2 separate regions of the Sus scrofa genome follow, and region 1 is linked to region 2. A link is a contact called in public HiChIP or PLAC-seq data. All regions are on one chromosome and are shown on one strand. Each heading gives the region's core, a stretch centred on a gene start, on an enhancer-like site or on the middle of the called end of the contact. The rest is flanking DNA. Distances are from core to core; before and after follow the strand shown.

Region 1 (5,430 bases), core at 946-3,445, 46 kb after region 2:
GCTTTTGAGAAGTGTAATTTTAAAATGATCTCAATGAAGAACTGATTTCTTTTAACTATAAAAATGACTAAGGCTTATAAAATACCATGAAGGTATACCATGAAATTAATTATTTAATATTCCTTCTTTCTAGGAGCTCTCTCTAGCTTCTGCAAATGTATGGTTTAGTGATATAAGTAGACGCTTATCTGTAAAATCCGTAAGAATAGTTGATGCTGTGCTTTTAGAAAAATGGCTTTCTAATATCTGTCTTAGTAAGTGATATGTAACATGTAATGAATGTCCACCAATGACAGTGGTGCTTTGGAACATTGCAGAAGCAATCATTTTCATAGTTCCTGACGATAATTTTACTGCTGTGGACCAGTGACTGTTTGATGCCTCCATTCCCTCTTTTTTTTTTTTTTATTTTGGCCTCTTAGGGCCGCACCTGTGGCATATGGAGGTTCTCAGCCTCGGGGTCCAGTCGGAGCTACAGTTGCCAGCCAACATCACAGCCACAGCAATAAAGGATCCTTAATCCACTGAGTGAGACCAGGGATCAAACCCAGAACCTCATGGTTCCTCTTCAGATTCATTTCCTCTGTGCCATGACAGGAACTCCCTCTTCCTCTTTTTTGAATGTCCTTTTCTCACATACTGGGTATTTAGGAGGCAAAAAACTTATTTTCCTAGTTGCAGGTCTTCACATTGATTCTCGTTCACATTCAGACTGGGTGCACATGACAAGATCTTGGATTTTGAGCCAGTGATATAAAAAGATAAGGCTTCGGGAAAGGGATAGAAATTGTTATGGCCAGAGCAGCAAGAGAAGCAAATGATAGTGATAAAAAATGCCAGCCTCATTTTTCAGTGGTGAAATCAGGATACAATATTTGCACTGCAAGAATAAAGGATACGTGGACTAAGGGGGAAGGGAATTGATGGCTGGGAGACTGATCCATTGCAGATTCAGAGAGAAATAAAAGGAGGAGAAAATTTTATCCCACATTGCTCAAGGAAGTTATACTCTCTTTTCTATGGTCTTACAACCTTGATTATACTAGATAATGCAAAGAATAGATAAGATAGGGAGTTCCTGTCATGGCTCAGCAATTAGCAACCTGACATCCATGAGGATGTGAGTTGGATCCCTGGCCTAGCTCAGTGGGTCAAGGATCTGGTGTTGCTGTGAGCTGTGGTGTAAGTCGCAGACAGGGCTGGGATCCTGAATTGCTATGGCTGTGGCTGTGGCAAAGGCTGGCAGCTGTAGCTCCAATTGGACCCCTAGCCTGGGAACCTCAATGTAGAGTGCAGCCCTAAAAGGCAAAAAGACAAAAAAAAAAAAAAAGATAAGATAAGATAATGCAAAGATTAAATTCCCATAAGCATATCAATAAACCTTTGTGGGAAAAGGTTTATTATTTATGGTAAGACACACTTGGTTTTAAGTTTCTCTTCTGCCACTTACCTTGAGCAAGCTACTTAACACCATTTGGAGAGTATCTTATAAGCTTTTTTTGTTTTGTATATTATTTTGGAAGTATGTTGTAAATGCATTTATAGGAATCCTTAAATTGTCAATAGCCAGCTCCAGTGTGAAAGGAGGTTGGCCTCAGAGATAAGGGATCTTCTGACAAAAGTCTGAAGGCTACTTAGCAGAAACTGAAGTTTTGAAGTTCCTGTCATAGCTCAGTGGTTAGTGAATCCGAATAGGAACCATGAGGTTGCAGGTTCGATCCCTGGCCTTGCCCAGTGGGTTAAGGATCTGGCGTTGCCGTGAACTGTGGTGTAGCTTACAGATGCAGCTTGGATCTCGCGTTGCTGTGGCTCTGGCATAGGCCAGTAGCTATGGCTCCAATTTGACCCCTAGCCTGGGAACCTCCATATGCCGTGGGAGCAGCTCAAGAAATGACAAAAAGCCAAAAAAGAAAAGAAACTGAAGTTTTAGCCCTAATGATAAATAATGACACACAAAAAAAGGCCTTTAGTGGAGTTCCCATTCTGGCACAGCGGAAACAAATCCACCTAGGAACCATGAGGTGCACAGCGGAAACAAATCTAACTAGGAACCATGAGGTTGCCAGTTCGATCCCTGGCCTTGCTCGGTGGGTTAAGGATCCAGGGTTGCCATGAACTGTGGTGTTAAGTTGCCGACATGGTTCAGATCCCACGTTGCTGTTGCTGTTGTTGCAGCTGTAGCTCCGATTAGACCCCTAGCCTGGGAACTTCCATATTCCGCACCTGCAGCCCTAAAAAACAAAAAGGAAAAAAGAAAATATCCTGGAAGGGCTGATATGTTTGAATGCTGCTCCTCAGATGCTAACCCAAAATCTAGGTGTAGCTAATTAAGAAGGCAACTGCTAAGGCTAAGTGTCCAATCCTGAGAATCTGTAAAACAAGGATGGAGTTCAACCCTGTTAGGAAAATCTCAGTTAATCCCATTAGAGAATAAATCCCAGATCCCTTTCCTCCTGGTCATTAGGCCTTGGGCTAAAAGGAGTGTCTTAGATACTGCTGGGTCATTCCACAAAACCTTATCTTATTTAATCCTCATTATTTCCCTATGAAATATTCTGTGTTATCTCCATTTACAACTCCTCAAAATGCCCAAAATTTTTATTCACCTTCTCATCTTGTACATATCCTCTTCCCTCCACCTGGAGTGGTCTTATTCCTACTCTTTGCCTCATGAAGCCCTACTTGTCCTAGAGCTCATCTCAGATGTTACTGCTCCGGGGAAGCCTTTCTTATTATACACTTTGTCATAATTCACTGTACCTCAATAAACACAAGAAATTATGTGATTAGTCACTTCATGTATCATTCATGCTGAAGTGTGAACTCCATGAGGATGGGAATTATAATCTATGTCACTTTTCCAGGTTATTTATAGTGCCCAGTATGTGTAGTTCCTTAGACAAGGGCACTCAGTAAATACTCAGTGTGTGGTTATGGCAAATGAATGCCAGTCAGGAGTCGAATGCTTGTGTAATATAACTTCAAACATTTCCTTTAGATTACACCATTCCCAGAACCCAACAGGAAGTTTCTTAGTGAAATTACCCAAGAGGCCCTTCCTCAACTCTATTTCAGTTCTAGGTTGGCTATCTAACTTTTAAGGTTATTCATTAACCTTAGGTCTGGCTTGGGCGTGGCTCTGAGATAAAGAGCTGAAAGGCTTCAGCAAAACCTCCCCACTTAAGTGTGGGTGAGCTCTTCAGAGAAGGCCCACATTTCTGAGCAACTCTTTGGAAGACAGGTGTAGGATGGGCTCCATGTCCCATTAAGAAGCTTTGCAAGAGGTAGACACATCTGGTTTACCAGTGTTTTGGACTTGCTGCTGAGCTGAAAACTGCTTTGTTTTGTGGAAAAGGAAAACTCGGCTGCAAACATCGAAAATGAAACCCCCCCGAACTTTTGAGGAGCAAACGGAATGTATTGTGGATTCTCTCCTCACAGACTTCTTAGGCCCCTCTTGCCAGGTTGCTAACCGGAGCCTACGTGGTGTAGATGAAACAGATTCAGGTAAGGCTTTTGGCCTGAGGTGGTAAATGCTAGTCAATTAGAGAAACTGAATATGCTTTCTTAAGTTTTCTGGGGATTTAAAAAAATTGTTTAGGGCTGTGCTGGTGACACATGGAGGTTCCCAGGCTAGGGGTTGAATTGGAGCTGAAGCCGCTGGCCTACACCACAGCCACAGCAACTCGGGATCTGAGCTGCGTCTACAACCTACACCACAGCTCACGGCAACTGGGGATCCTTAACCACTGAGCGAGGCTCGGGATCAAAACTGCCACCTCATGGATGCCAGTCAGATTCATTTCCACTGAGCCACAACAGGAACTCCATTTTCTTAAGTTTTTTAAGTTTTAAAAGGTAAACTCTAAGCTTTTAGCAATGTCTGAAGGGAAAGTAATTCTCATTGAAGGGAGATTTTCTGTCTGTTGGTATTGATGGAATATTGAAGATTTTCTTAAGAGGGAACAATGCCAAAATTGTTTAGAAGTCCAATGCCCAGATTCCTAGAACTTGCCATCCCTTCAAGCACTGTGACAAATGTTTTCCTTCTGTTTTAGGAGAAGCTTGCTCTTTTGATGTGGCCATCATTGCTGGTCGCCTTCGGATGTTGGGTGACAAGTTCAATGGAGAATTGGAAGCTTCTGCCAAAAGCATCATTGCAGAAACCATTCAGGGACAGGTCAGATTTCCACTACCTTCTATTGTTTGCTGCTTTTTAAATTTCAAGCATTATTCCTATATGAATGTGACTAGAAATGTTCTAGGAAAGATTTGGGGGGTTAACGCATTCAAGGAAAGGCAGCAGGAATTCTTCAGTTGCCAGTTCTGTAGGAGTAAAGGCCTAGGTGATATTGAGGTGGAGAGTTGTTTTTGTTTGTTTGTTTGTTTGTCTTTTTGCCATTTCTTGGGCTGCTCCTACAGCATATAGAGGTTCCCAGGCTAGGGGTCGAATTGGAGCTGTAGCCACTGGCCTATGCCAGAGCCACAGCAAAGAGAGATCTGAGCCGCATCTGCAACCCACACCACAGCCCACGGCAACGCCGGATCCTCAACCCACTGAGCAAGGCTAGGGATCAAACCTGCAACGTCATGTCTCCCAGTCGAATTCGTTAACCACTGAGCCACAACGGGAACTCCGAGGTGGAGAGTTTGTAGCATAGGCTGATGAACCTCAGATTATTTCGTATTTTTCATCAGAGCTGTGCTTAATGGCATAGAACATATATTTAGCACTTTATTCTTTTTTGGTCTTTTTAGGGCCACACCCGTGGCATACGGAAGTTTCCAGTCTAGGGGTCAAATCAGAGCTGTAGCTGCCAGCCTATACCACAACCACAGCAACGCTGGATCCTTAACCCACTGGGTGAGGCAGCTAGGGATCAAACCCAAATTCTCATGGATGTTAGTTACCGCTAAGCCTCAATGAGAACTCCCTAGCACTTTATTCTTGGTAAAACATTTTATTCTTTTATGCACCTGTTTTAATATTTATTTTGCTGGTAGTGGTTGTCTTTTTTTCCTCAAGGTCCAGCAATAACATTATATACAGGAAGAATAGGAAGTTGACAAGTCTGATGAAATTAAGGATAAATATTTACAGCAGTTCACTAGGGTGTATCTGGCTTTTCTTCAGAGTCCTGGTTCCTGGACTCTGTATTGGGTATAAATATTGATAGACAATGCTCTAGAAGATGTTGCTGATTAATATCAATCATGACAGCTCAGGAGTTCCCATTGTGGCTCAGCAGGTTAAGAACCCAACTAGTATCTATGAAGATGCAGATTCAGTCATTGGCCTCGCTCAGTGGGTTAAGGATCTGGCATTGCTGTGAGCTGTGGTGTAGGTCACAGATGAGGCTCAGATCTGGCGTTACTGTAGCTGTGGCATAGGCAGGCAGCTGCAGCTCCATTTTGTTTTTTTTTGTTTTG
Region 2 (5,112 bases), core at 2,086-4,585:
TTGGTATAGGCCAGTGGCTACAGCTCTGATTTGACCCCTAGCCTGGAACAACCTTCATATGCCCCCAGGTACAGCCCCCCCAAAAAAGACAAAAAAAAGGTAGGTGCTTTTTGTGTTTGGTAAAAAGGTACTATCTTACTGTGTGTACAGAACAATTTACAAGGTCTACAAAGTTTAGAATAAAGAAAACTATACCTCAAGGAGTTTCAATCACCGGAAAAAATGACAAATTAACAAAGCCCAAATCAATGTGAAATGTTAATAGAAAGGACCCTGTTTAGATCAGCCAGAAAAGGCCTAAGGAAAATAGGGCTTAAGTAAAGTAACAACAGTTTGACAGATGGGAGATAGAAGAAGCTCTTATAGATGCAATAACTTTTGCCAATATGCCAGAATATGTCAAAAAAAGAAAAACCATTTAGAGTAACGTATTTGATTAGAAGCAGAAGATACTGGCAAAAAAAAAAAAAAAAAAAAAAAACAGGGATTCTTACAGCTAAAATGAATCTTTAAAGACTCTAAAAGCCCCCTAATTCCAAGAAGAGAAAAAGTAGACCCAAAAAAGCCAAACAAGTTTTACACAGAGCTAATGAGTAGCAATGCTGGCCAAAAAAAGTCAGGTTTTCTGATTCTTGTTCACTAAGCATGGTGGGAAAGCACTGTACCAGGTACTCTTAAAGAATCCAAAACAAACACATTTAAGTTACTCTATCTTCAAAGAACTTAGAACGTTGCTTAGGTGATAATGACACACAAAAAAAGAAAAATATAAAAACAGGATGTGAAAAAAATTTTACATCCCTGATCATGCCCTTTTTACAAAACTGCGTAAGGCATTTAGGGTGCTGGAAGATTAGGAACAAAAAATAAATACAAAAAAAAAAAAAAAAAAAAGAAGCAGCAGCAAAAAGCAAACCAGTGATTAAGTGGTACTTGAAAGAAAAATTATTTTGATGATTTACGTTCAGAATGGCATGAAATTAAGGCAAGAAACTGGAGAGGAATTAACTAACTTTTTCAAAAATTGATTGTTTTATAAGCAATATCAATATATAGTCAATCAATCATGACATATATAAACTATATATAGTCATGAAAATGGAAATAAAAGAACCAATCAGGAAGTTCATGTTTGCAAAACTACTTCAAGTTACAAAAGAACCAGTTACCATACGTAACTAACAACAAGTTGCACAAGTTCTGAGTGTAAGAAGTTTATAAGGCAGATTTGGCTCACTGATTTCCACCAACACAACCACTGACTAAGCTATGCTTATGAAAACAAAACCACAGAATAAAAGAATTTTATTTTCCAAGAGAATTGTGAATCTTGAGATTATCTTTTTTCTTTTAGGAGTTCTGGTTTGGTTTTCGATCTCACGTTAAACCAATCAACTTGCTCTGCAATCCATAAAGCTACAATGTCCAAAGAGATGATAAACTATTCATGGATAAAAAATTCCTGAAGATACCACCAGCAAAAGTCCTACTGACTAACTAGTCAGTACATTTACAATATCTCATTCACCATTTTACTCCTCAGATGCTTCACTGGCTTGGCAGCCTCCAGTTCCAACCACAAGTACTTTACCAAAATATCCCTCAAATCAGCAACAGTGTCTTAGAGTCAATCCATCATACCAGTTTTATAACGCAGAACCCTGAGATGATCACATGTATATCCAAAATCACCAGCTGAATTAACTACTATCAGATGAAATGACTTGTTGGTATATTTTTAAGTGTTTTACAGAAAGCTTTAGACCTACGTATAAAAAAGAACTGGTATGATTTGCATTCTCTATAATTAAAAAGAAAAAGGAAAAAACAAAAAACAAAAAAACAACTACAGACCAAGAATCAAAAATAGCTTTACACAAACAAGAGCAAAATTGTAGGTTTTGCTGAGGGCATCAGCCACTTAATTTAACCCCACTTCATCAGGAGCAGGAAGCCATGCTGCTGTTTTCATCAGTTACTAGGAAACAAGTAAGATAAAGGACAGACTGGGCAGTCGAAATTAATATTTTGATGCAATTACTGAAAATTCCCAAAGTGTCGCTAAGAAAAAGCGTCTATCAAGGGCTCCCTCAAGATGAGTATCTGCAACTGAGTCAGTGGTTTAAGGGTAGGAAAGACACCTTCGAGCTTGGGGTTGTTTTTTTCCCCTTCTCTAGCCCCTCCTCCCTTCCCCCACCTAAACAGGAAAGAAAGCGCGCCCAGCATAAACACAGGCCAAAGCTCACGGTTTGTCACCACAACACACTGGAGGTTAGACCAGCGCTCTTAGAGACAGAGCCCCAGGTCTCGGTTGCTAGGCACAAAAAGGGCCTCTTTCCCACAGACCTGTGAACAGCAGGAGCCTTACCCAAGAGTTTTAGTAGTTTCCTCATAACCCGTTTTTTTTTTTTTTTTTTTTAACGAAAGCTTTGGAAAACTGGCGACAGATAGCAAAAGTTTCCCTCTGAGCCAAACCTCTAGATCTGCCTTGCACAGATATACATCAGGTGGGCCGGTCCCACCGAGTCTCCACCATCATTACAATTTACCAACCTAAGGATTAAAAAACTGAAGCCGAAAGGATAGAAAGGCTTCCACACCCACCCCAGCAGCGCCGTCCTTCCCAGACACCGCTTCCCGGTCCGCAACGGCACAAATAATCCCAAACCATGGCGCTAAGCAGAGCTGTGAAATCCACACGCAGAAGCCCCACACTGGGAACCGGCCACAGCAGCCGGGGGAAAAAAACCGGCCGGGTGAGGAGACGCCAGGCGGCCCCCTGTCATCTGAGGACAACAACACGCCCTGGAGAGAAGTGGCAGGAGATAGGGGGAGTTGCCCCGAAAACAAGACCCGAGCCTCCCCACTTTCCTGGGAACGCCATCTCCTCCGCGGCCACGAACGGCCGGGCCGCAGGACTCGGCGCCGGGTCCCGGGTGGGGGCCGCGAAGGGAGGCGCCCCCCGCAGGCCGGGTGCCCGGGAGAACCCGCGGCCGGCCCGGCCCCGCCTCGGGGAGCCGACGGGAGGTCGCTCCCGCCGGGGCCCCTGCCTGCCCGCCTGCCCGCCCGCCCGCCCCGACTCACCGCCGGTGTGTCTGGTTCTCAGCCGCGAGCTGGGGCTGCCGTGAGGAGGCGGCGGAGGAGACGAGATCCGGGGCCCCGCCGCCGGGTCATCATACCCCCGCGCGAGCCGGCCCGGGCCCCGGCCCCCGCCCCCCGGAGCCGTCCCTGCGCCCGTCCCGCGGGGGGAGCCCCCTCAGCCTCCCGCCCGTGCCGCCGCCCGGCCCCTCGCCGCCGCCGCCGCCGCCTCAGCCCCGCGCACTCCCGCCTCGGCCTCCCGCTGCCGTCCGGGGCCACCGCCGGCCCCTCGCTCCGCAGCCGCCGTTGTCGCCAGACCAGATAAGCTGAGCGCCGAGCGGCCGCCCCCATCCGGCCGGCCCCGCCTCGCGGGAACTAGTCCCCCGCCCCGCGCCATGACACCTACTGAGGCGGAAGTGCCGGAGGGCGGGCGGGTCAGGCCGACCGCATCGTACTGATGGGAATGGGAGTGGGTGGGCCTCCGTGGGGAGCCAGCGTGGATCGCGTGCGGGGGTCGGATTCTCCGCCCCCTCCGCACGGCCGACTCCGCTGTGATCAAAAAGTGCTTGGTGGCGGTGGGGAGGTCCAGCTTTAAAATGTCATCCCCGCCAATGTGACATCACCACCGGCTTGTGTGACACCCCTCAGAAATTGGGCAGCGCGCAGGGAGGCAGTGCCTGCCCGGGAAGCCCCCCTGCTGGTGAGGAATTACCTCCGTTTAGGCTTTACTGTTCCTCGCTATCTAGAGACGTCCTGAGTGACAGCCGCGTAGGGGATCAGTAAGCCTCCACGAACATTAGCAGCCCCTTAAGGTGCTCTTCCATTGCCACCTTGGAAACCTTGGTTTGCATTGGATGAGAAAGAATAGCTTCGCACTGAGCCTAACCCCTCAAAACCTGTAGTGAGCAAATACTACCATAATTTTCTCTTCTCTACCAGGAGATAGTAAAGCCGGGTATTCAGGAAACGGCATGTGTTGGGCACACAACATTCTGAAAAAACATAAACACTGCATGGAAACTGGGTTATCCTAATAGAAAGACAGTTGCCATCTCCCAGGGCCAAGATATTCTGGAACACTTCAGATGTACCTCTCACTATGTGAAATGCTCTGATTCCTAAAGTGTGGGACACTTGTAGGGAGAAGGTAGTATATATATATATATACTTTTTTTTTCATCCCTCAGGTGTTGGAGGCAACAGGGATCTGAGCCCTAGAAAGTAGCTGTACAGCAATAATACATAAATACCAGATATGTATTTGCATATGCTCTTTAAGGAGTGGGTAGATATGGCTAAGACAAGATTCTGCTATCAAGTTCTATTTCTCCGGTCTCACTCATACATCCTTGACCTCTTTGAATCAGAGATAATTTTTGTGAAGATGTGCTAAAGTGATTATACTACCTTTGGGATTCTCTCCTGGCTTAACAACACTGGGAGCAGTTCTGTTTTACTGGGAACAGGGAAGTGTATTTCCCTAGAGAACTAGGGTTAACAGAAGTGTTCAATCCCATAGGGAAGCTTTGTTTGCTTATTTTCATAGAAACTTAGAGAACACAAAGTCCTACACTGGGCTAACCTGGGAAACATCAAGACACAGAGTGCGGGTGAGCATGCCTGCCTGGGGAACCAGGAAAAAGGCAGAACTTGGGTTCTGGGGTAGAATAGATTCCAATTGAAAAGCAGGCTTCAAACACACTAATTGCTTACCATGTCTTGGTTCCAGCCAACTCCATGACAGGCTTCTAAGATCCTTCTCTCCCAAGTTATATCTGTTTCCTCTTTTCAAACCCATGGCAAAATCTACCTGTTAGAAAGCCTTTCCTGATTGATTCTCGTTGTTCACTTCAGTATCTTCATTTGACTACTTTATTTCTTGTGTCTTATTTATTTATACTTTATCTTATTTATTATCTTATTTATTTATTTATTCATTATCCTTAGATCATTTCTTCAGTATATATCACTACATAGACACTTTCTTAAAAATCTAGTATTTTCCCCCCTGTGATATTCATTCATCCTTCGGAC

Evidence for each region. HiChIP or PLAC-seq counts read pairs in DNA pulled down with a chosen protein or histone mark.
Region 1: an H3K27ac HiChIP or PLAC-seq map of alveolar macrophages shows a contact between it and region 2. The contact joins the promoter of BCL2L15 here to the promoter of HIPK1 in region 2. A contact is called at or near these places in 2 of 47 Hi-C or Micro-C datasets (adipose tissue and embryonic fibroblasts) and 1 of 2 datasets of contacts at active chromatin or transcription factors (alveolar macrophages).

Annotation. Positions count from the first base shown.
Region 1 is chr4:106,671,360-106,676,789 of Sscrofa11.1, forward strand. It overlaps BCL2L15 (bcl-2-like protein 15), which reads left to right and starts at 2,196. Exons shown (of 4, transcript XM_003125839.4): 1 at 2,196-3,507; 2 at 4,059-4,180. The coding sequence starts at 3,381.
Region 2 is chr4:106,623,779-106,628,890 of Sscrofa11.1, forward strand. HIPK1 (homeodomain-interacting protein kinase 1) reads right to left here and starts at 3,336. Exons shown (of 16, transcript XM_021090012.1): 1 at 3,085-3,336.